3 separate regions of the Zea mays genome follow, and regions 2 and 3 are each linked to region 1. The links are chromatin contacts, called in public Hi-C maps. All regions are on one chromosome and are shown on one strand. The core of a region is the stretch at or near the end of the contact, and the rest is flanking DNA. Distances in the headings are between cores, read along the strand shown. Region 1 holds the start of LOC606463 (alkaline alpha galactosidase 1). Region 2 has its middle 29 kb from the start of z1B_1. Region 3 holds the start of LOC100193194 (putative thaumatin domain family protein).

Region 1 (2,700 bases), core at 134-2,633:
CCGCCCTTGGACAGGCTGCAAAAGCAGAGGAGAGTTGCCGCGTCAGGACGGCACGTTGGCACGGAGGAGTCACTGACACGCAAGAGCGGACAGAGCGCGCGTACCTCTGAAGGCCGTGTTTGACGCCGTCGGCGGTGACGTCGGTGTAGAAGGCGTCCCAGGTGCACCAGCCGAACCAGTCGAGGAACGACGGCAGCTTCTTCTTGTCGCGGTGGTGGAACGTCTGCAGGTGCTTCTCCACCGCCTTGACGGCGGCGGTGACGGTGTCGAAGGGGTTGTCGCCGGCGTGGAGGTACACCATGTGCGCGGCCTGGTCCGTCTGCACCGCCTTGTCCCCTGCAGGGATGAGGATGACCATCCGGTGATCGTCATCGGTCGAGTCGAGCTGAGCTGCTATCTCATCCGGTGATCATGGAAGGAACGGATTACCGCTCTCGATGCAGATCTGCAGCTCGTCGCGGTCGTTCCCCTGCAGCGCTGCCCGAAACTGCCCCTCCAGCAGCGGAAGCATCACCACGTACGCGGGGGCGTCGTCGCCGTCGCCGTCACTGGCAGGGACCTCGACGAGCATGAACTGGGTCTCCAGAGGGACGTCGCGGCCGGAGACGCCCATCCGCTGCGTCATCCACCACAGCTTGAACCGGAACAGGCACAGGAACCGGCAGTCCCTGATCGGCGCCACGAATTATTTGTTTATTTATTTCATAAATCTACCCTTGTTTCAATCTCATCACCAGCTTGAAACGCAAAAGGTTACGTACTTGAAAATCTTCCTGGACTAAAAAACGAAAATTCCGATTCTAGACGTTTCGCATGAAAAAACCAGCCTCATTTCTTATCGCGGAAGGAAATACTCGAGAAGAGGGGGTCGGTCGATTGATGGGGAACGACTACTCACCGGAGCGTGCCGAAGGTGAAGACGTGGTGGCTCTTGGCCTCGCCGGCGTGGGCGCCGACGAAGGCCCCGTCGACGAGCCCCGCCCCGGCCGCGTGCGCCGCCGACACGTTGTCCGGCACGCCGGTGAGCACCGTACGGCCGCGCACCGTCAGCCGCCCGTCGCTCACCGTGATCCGTGGCGTCACCGTCATCTTCCTCCTTCCCGCTGATTATAACAGAGCAGTAGTACTATATCGAAATCGATAGACCACACACGACTGGTTAACCTAAGATAGCTGCAGACCGAGCACCCTCTGCAATGCGCGCAAGAAGTGAAGAATCAAATCACCGACCAAGATTAAGCGAAGAGAAGAGACGTAGGAGGACTAGCAGAGGTAAGGTGCTTCGCGTGAGGGTAATTAAGTCACTAACAATGGTAATACAACTAGCACTAATTAAACTACTCGGTAATGGTGCCCCTGCCCCCTGGACTCGGAGGGAGATGCTGGCGGGAGGAGGTAGCCGGGCGGCGAGGGGTTTATATACTCGCAGGGGACGGGAGGGGCGGGGTGACGTGGCGGGACACGTCGCGCGTGGATTTACTGCCGGTGACGCCATCGCGGTGAAACACCCTTGTACAGCTCGCCCGGAGAAGAAGAATCTAGAGTTCTTTGTCTTGTGCGGAGAAGAATTTTGATTGGTAGATGGTGCATGTGAGTATGTGACTGCCATTCTCCACAGTCCCTATGCTAGTCCAAGTTCAGTGCATGTGCATTCCTTGGCATGGGACAAAACTAAAGTTTTTAGACATATGTAGAGTAGACGAGCATCAGGGCAACGGAAATGGGTTTTGCTTTCTGAATGTGTCGCTTATATTAGTAAGAGTACCGAGAGTTCCTTTAATTTAGATTCCTGAAAATCTGATTATAATTGTAAACTGATAATTATGAAAAAACTATAATTTATTTGGTTAAAATAACTCTCAACTATAGATTCTATAAGACAATAACGGCGTGTAACATGGATAACAGGAATATGAAAAATCTATAGTAGAAGGTAACTCTGAATTAAATTGGAGAAATCTATTCCACTGCTGTATCTATTTGGTTGACATTCTAATTTTTTTAACAGCGAATCAAGTTCAGAAAGCTAAACAAAACATATCTTAAGTGCCGAAGCGAACTTAAGAAGATATGATTGCCTCATAGATGTATAGATCACTATCGGACACAATTGCTCCCAAAAAACACTTGGCAAACTCTTTGTCGAGTGTTACTTTTGGCAAAGAGGACTCAGTAAACAGTACATCAGCAATGGGTTTTTTGCCGAGTGTCAACGTCTGGCACTCGGCCTAGTTAACTGTCGTCAACTGTAGACGACTGCTGACCGTCCTTTGCCGAACGCCTTGTTTCGCCGAGAGCTTGACGCTCGACAAACTAGCCTTTGCCGAGCGTTGTTATATGCCAAGTGTTTTGCACTCGACAAAAGACTGTCTGTGTCGAGTGTTGTAGTTCACCGAGAGTGGCATTTGGCAAAGCTAATTTTGCCGAGTGTTCGATAAGTTGCTCTCGGCAAAGATCCGTGCACTGGTAAAATGTCGGATTTTGGTAGTAGATATCAGGTGATAAGAATATATATAAGATAAAATTTTATTTATTATCCTCTAAAGTAAATATCCATTCGTCCTGACCTCATTCACGGGTGCTATAAAGTTAAATCCCACTATTCGTATCAGTTCATCCAAACATACACATTTTAAATCAAATAACGTTTTGACAAAATTCAGTGTACATCGAGACACTAAACATCAATCAACTACCGTA
Region 2 (2,700 bases), core at 170-2,669, 280 kb after region 1:
CTTAGTGGCAAAACTAGTGGAGAGAGAAACAGAGAGAATGAAATGACAGAGTAACTGTTGTCTTTATTGTAGATAGGATTGTTTATATACAGGGATGCAGTGTCTCTCAAGGAGTGTGTCCCTTGGGAGAAAACTGCCAGGGGAGGAGTTGATCACTTTGTACACAATATTTTGTAATACTCCCCCTTGATCAATCCAAGTCCATTTGATAATCTACAATTTATCCTCCAAAATATTATCTCCTTAAAAACCCTGAGGGAAAAATAAGGAGTACACATTGTCTTTTGAATAATGAGATAATCTCACTTGAACAACAATTAAAACAATAGTATCATTGGAACATGGTAATAATGTAATATTAATGCCAAAACCAGATAGAGCAATAGCATAACTACCCAAAAGTTCAGTGGTAAATAAGGTGTGAGATAAACAAGTCTAGGAAAATCTATTAGGTCCCATCAGATTAACCTGAGCATGTCACAGTGATTGACAAAAACATTATTGGGTAAAGAAAAGTGATCAAGGGCACAACTTGCCTTAGACATGAGATTCCAGGTACCAACTTAGTCTTCAGATGACTCGTAACCTCGCTGCTAGTCGTAGCAATACACACAAACATGGTATAGGCAAAAATTAACATCACTCCAAACATGAGAACAAACTACATAATAATATCCTACGCATCGTAATGAAAATCTAGGTTCAACAAACACTAAAATCGGAGTTACGGTTATAAAGTTATGATTTTCATAAGTTTTATGTGATCGAATATGAAAACTATGTCTATGTTGATTAATGAATCATGTGAGAAAGATATTCCTAAGAAACCATTAATTTAATTCTAATCCAAGTTATAACTTGATTAGAAGACATATTTTAGCTAAATCATAACTAGGGACTGAAAACATTACTTTAATTCTAATTAGAGAAGTTAATCCGATGAACCTAGGGTAAACATATTAATTATTTAAAAACGTGTTACATGATAAAGTAGGGTTACTAATGTGTAGATAATTTTATTACGAAGCTAACGCAATTTGGAGGGATTAAATCGGAGTTAAAACGTGGAAGTTATAAATTTTCCAGGCTTTTTGGATTATTTCAACACTAAAAATCATTTTCGGATCTAATTTATTAATAATCCATATTTAATGGACTGCAGTGCCTATTGTTTAAAAGCCCAAGGTCAAATCCGTAAAGTTTTGGACTGATATGCAATTTATTTTTCAATGTGTTTGGACGGCGGGTTCAATTGTAGAGAAGGGCAGGGGCTAAATTGCATACTATCCGGGTTGAAGGGGTATGGTTATTACTCGACCGTTGGATCACCAATCTACGGATCGGATTAGATCATAGCCTTCACGAACCGGTACGCAGTCAGTGTCCTCCGATCCAGATCGAACGACGCATATTCAATAGGTCGAAGGGGTACGCTCAAACTAATCTCAACCGCTCTCTCCCGATCGGACGGTGCAGATTCCATACCCCAACCAGTAACGGAAGAATTTAATCCTAGCCGCACTACAGAAGATCAACGGTCCAGATGTCGACATCCATCTCGCTGAACATAGCAGCGGCGCAGAGACCCGACCACAAGTCCCCGACGAGGGCCAATGCGCGAATGCCCAACGACGGATCATCTCTCTGCTCTCTCTCGGTCGCTCTCACCTGCCCGTGTGTTCTTGGCTTGGGTTGCTACGACGATTAGATTCAATGGACGAGGAGATTATGGAGGGGCGGTTTTTATTATATTCCGGATTTGAGGAAAGGCCGATTGGTGTCAGGCTGGATCGGGACCCCATGAACTCCGGTGGCTGTTTGCAAACGGGTACAAGCGTGGAGAAAAACCTGATGAGCCGGCCCCACACGTCGGAGATCCCCCCAGAATAATAGATTTCTGGTGTGCGGGACTGGGGCTCTGCCACGGAATCGAGGCACACACATTATCCCGAGCGGCCCGTGCGGGGTGAAGAAGACCGATCCGATAGGATGGCCCCACAACACAGTGGCTAACGCAGCATCGTGGAAGAGAGAACCTGGACTATGGTCCCTACCTGTTCGACACACCGGTCCGAGAGTTCGCGTCAGGCGTGAGGCCGACCAGCGGGGTCCACACAGCGGTGACGCAAGGCGCGCGGGTGTGTTTGCTGGCGGGCCGCGCGCGTAAGAGCGGGAATGGGCCGGGTGAAGCTAGTGGGCCGAGCCAAGGAATTCAGCCCAACAGCAGGGATTTGTTCCTTTTCTTTTCTTTTCCTATTTTCATTTTGATTTACAAATTTCAAATTCAAATCCGAGCTAAGGTTTCAAAATTCAAATTTAATACACAATCAAAATATCTAGCATGAATGCGAAATTTAAGTTTATTTATTTATTTCTTATTTAAATGAATGCCTCTGGATATACATTTAGTAAAGGAGATATTTACCCAATAGCAAATATTTATCAAGAGTTACTAAAAAATAGTACTTGAAGGAAAATAATCCATTCTAACAAATTTAAACTATTTTTATTATTTATTTCTTATAACTTACAAACTGAATTTATGTTTCTATTTTATTTTAACTGACATTGTTTTAATATTAATATTTATTTTTTTAAAAAATCCATAGTATAATTATTTATTAGGACACTTTCCTTTGATTTCTTTTACTAATCGCAAAAATCAGAATTTTGAGTGTTACATCTCCGAATTGTTATTTA
Region 3 (2,700 bases), core at 118-2,617, 430 kb after region 1:
TCATTTTGAGCCCGTCTTAAGAATCTCTTTAGGATCTCTTGGGTTTGAGATTTTTCCTGCAAAAAGAATACCCAAGTGAAGCGAGAATAATCATCCACAATAACAAGACAATACTTACTCCCGCCGATGCTTATGTAAGCTATCGAGCCGAATAGATCCATGTGGAGTAGCTCGATCGGCCTGTCGGTTGTCATGATGTTCTTGTATGGATGATGGACTCCAACTTGCTTCCCTGCTTGACATGCGCTACAAACCCTGTTTTTCTCAAAATGAACATTTGTTAGTCCTAAAATGTGCTCTCCCTTTAGAAGCTTGTGAAGATTCTTCATTCCAACATGAGCAAGTCGGCGATGCCAGAGCCAGCCCATATTAGTCTTAGCAATTAAGCAAGTGTCTAGTTCAGCATTGTTATCATTAAAATCAACTAAATATAGCTGACCATCTAACACTCCCTTAAATGCTATTGAATCATCACTTCTTCTAAAGACAGTAACACCTACATCAGTGAATAGACAGTTATAGCCCATTTTGCATAATTGATCATTTACATTAGTGAATAATGGTGCTCCTACCTTCAGCTCAAGAAATTCATCATTTACACTGACTAACACAGCTTGGCACAAGAGCCTGGCAGGCACCGAGTGTTTTCCAAGTTATTGAGCCTCAGAGTGGACGGGGCTCTGTCCTGTAAGCCGTCTCATGATGCTTCTTGTGTGGCTCTCTCTTTGGCTACCCAATAGTGGTCGCTCGAAGTAAGTGGTGTACACCTATGATCAGGATGATCATGCGTCGAAAAATGTTACGACTTCGACAGATACGGGCGGACGAGGCCTCTTCTAACTAATATAAATTTTCCTTCGTGTGTACTCTTCCTTCGAGTGCCATCTATTCCTGTGTGTCATCCTTTTCCTTTCGTTCGCCTCTCCCTGCTCCAACAGAGTTTAAATGGTAAAAAAATATTTGAACCATGGTTGTTGACCACAAATACACATTGACACCAAAGAACATGTATGTCGTTATGTCCCAGACACGGCTTAGAGATGCCCCACCCACCTGTCCGGCGCAGTCCAGGAGAAAGAACACGTGCATGCAGTTCAAAAAGGCCCACCCTGCCCCTGCTGTCCGTAAGTCCGTTCTCCTCTGCTAGAATCTGAGGCATATGTTATATGTATGGTATGGTAACAAGAATCCGAGGAAGGGTGGTACGAGGGAGATGGAATGAACAGGCTGTGCAATGCAAGCAACGGCGGCGATGCCCAACCTCCCCGTCCGTCTCACGTATTCCTTCTCGCCATGCATGGACATGGAGCTAGTATTCATCATTCATAAATCCGCATACCGTCCCTAACCGGCCATTGAAGGCCCTCTAACGTCTGGTTTTGCGGAGGATTATTATTGGGACAAGCTAAGGGCCCGCCGGCAGCAGCATGAACAGACCAAGATGCGCTCCTGGCCTTGCTGCGCTCGCTGTGGCGTCGTCTTTCCTCTGCTTCCTCTCGCCACCCGGCGCTGAGTCAGCGGGAGTGTTCACCATCATCAACCGGTGCAAGACGACCATCTGGCCGGCGGCGACGCCGGGCGACAGCTTCGGCGGCGGCGGGTTCGCGCTGCGGCCGGGGCAGTCGGCGGTGTTCAAGGCGCCGGCGGGGGGCTGGTCGGGGCGCATCTGGGGGCGGACGGGGTGCAGCTTCGACGCGTCCGGGAACGGGACGTGCGCCACGGGGTCGTGCGGCACGTCGCTGCGGTGCGGCGCGTCCGGGGCGACCCCCGTGAGCCTGGCCGAGTTCACGCTGGCCTCCGACCGCGACTTCTACGACGTGAGCCTCGTGGACGGGTTCAACCTGCCCGTGACGGTGCGCCCCGTGAACGGGCGCGGCGGCAACTGCTCCGCGGCGGGATGCGACGGCGACCTGCGCCAGACGTGCCCGCCGGAGCTGGCCGTGCGCGCCGGGGACGCCGTGGTGGCGTGCCGCAGCGCGTGCGACGTGTTCGACACCGACCAGTACTGCTGCCGCGGCAAGTTCGGCAGCCAGCCCACGTGCCCGCCCACGCCCTACTCCAAGCGGTTCAAGGACGCCTGCCCCACCGCCTACAGCTACGCCTACGACGACGCCAGCAGCCTCTTCACGTGCTCCGGCGCCGACTACATCATCACCTTCTGCGCCAGCAGCAGGTACGCTCGGTAGACGATGTCGCCACTCGCCACTATATATATTGTGCTCCGGCCTCCGGCCCTCCTCCAAACTCTACGAATGTTTCAGGAAGCAACAGGCGTGCTCGTACCACAACAACCGGCTGGTCTGCAGCGACGCCAGCCGCCGGTCTTGGCCGACGATCACGTCCAAGCTCCTCCTGCTTCTGCTGCCGCCCATCATCTTCTCCGCGCTGCAGTTTCCAGTCTGACGACGATGCTCCAAGAGAACAAAACCGACCTGCTGATATTCTCGATCGTTTTCTTGTAAATTACGTACACGATTACTGGTGATCATATGCCCTAACTGTATGTGTATACTCTTTTCGGACACCATAAGTAGTGATTGTGGTGAATTATTAGGCTTGCAAGTTGCAAGTACTAATTACACATATACGAATACTAGGTGCAGGTGTGCACCGTTGGGTGGTTCGTTCTTCATTTTCTCTGCTTACTTGAGCACAGAAAGACAAGGTTAGCAAGACGTTGGGAACGAATCAACGAGGTAG

What was found. A called contact is a pair of places that touch in the nucleus more often than the background predicts.
Region 2: a Hi-C map of ear shows a contact between it and region 1, with 2.5 times the contacts expected there. The contact joins the enhancer-like site here to the promoter of LOC606463 in region 1. A contact is called at or near these places in 5 of 25 Hi-C or Micro-C datasets (bundle sheath, ear, leaf and 1 more) and 1 of 3 datasets of contacts at active chromatin or transcription factors (leaf).
Region 3: a Hi-C map of ear shows a contact between it and region 1, with 2.6 times the contacts expected there. The contact joins the promoter of LOC100193194 here to the promoter of LOC606463 in region 1. A contact is called at or near these places in 2 of 25 Hi-C or Micro-C datasets (both in ear).

The regions. Positions count from the first base shown.
Region 1 is chr7:19,579,239-19,581,938 of Zm-B73-REFERENCE-NAM-5.0, reverse strand. LOC606463 (alkaline alpha galactosidase 1) reads right to left here and starts at 1,383. Exons shown (of 7, transcript NM_001154078.2): 1 at 899-1,383; 2 at 430-668; 3 at 105-336; 4 at 1-15. The coding sequence starts at 1,089.
Region 2 is chr7:19,298,315-19,301,014 of Zm-B73-REFERENCE-NAM-5.0, reverse strand. No RefSeq gene overlaps it. Among protein-coding and RNA genes, the nearest start is that of z1B_1, 29 kb to the right of the region's middle. Within about 2 kb of position 1,419, at least 18 of the 20 cell types and tissues checked have an H3K27ac peak or open chromatin away from gene starts, as enhancers often do. A contact at or near this core is called in bundle sheath, ear, leaf and 1 more, where this site is marked.
Region 3 is chr7:19,151,224-19,153,923 of Zm-B73-REFERENCE-NAM-5.0, reverse strand. LOC100193194 (putative thaumatin domain family protein) reads left to right here and starts at 1,367. Exons shown (of 1, transcript NM_001138349.2): 1 at 1,367-2,584. The coding sequence starts at 1,428. The coding sequence ends at 2,186.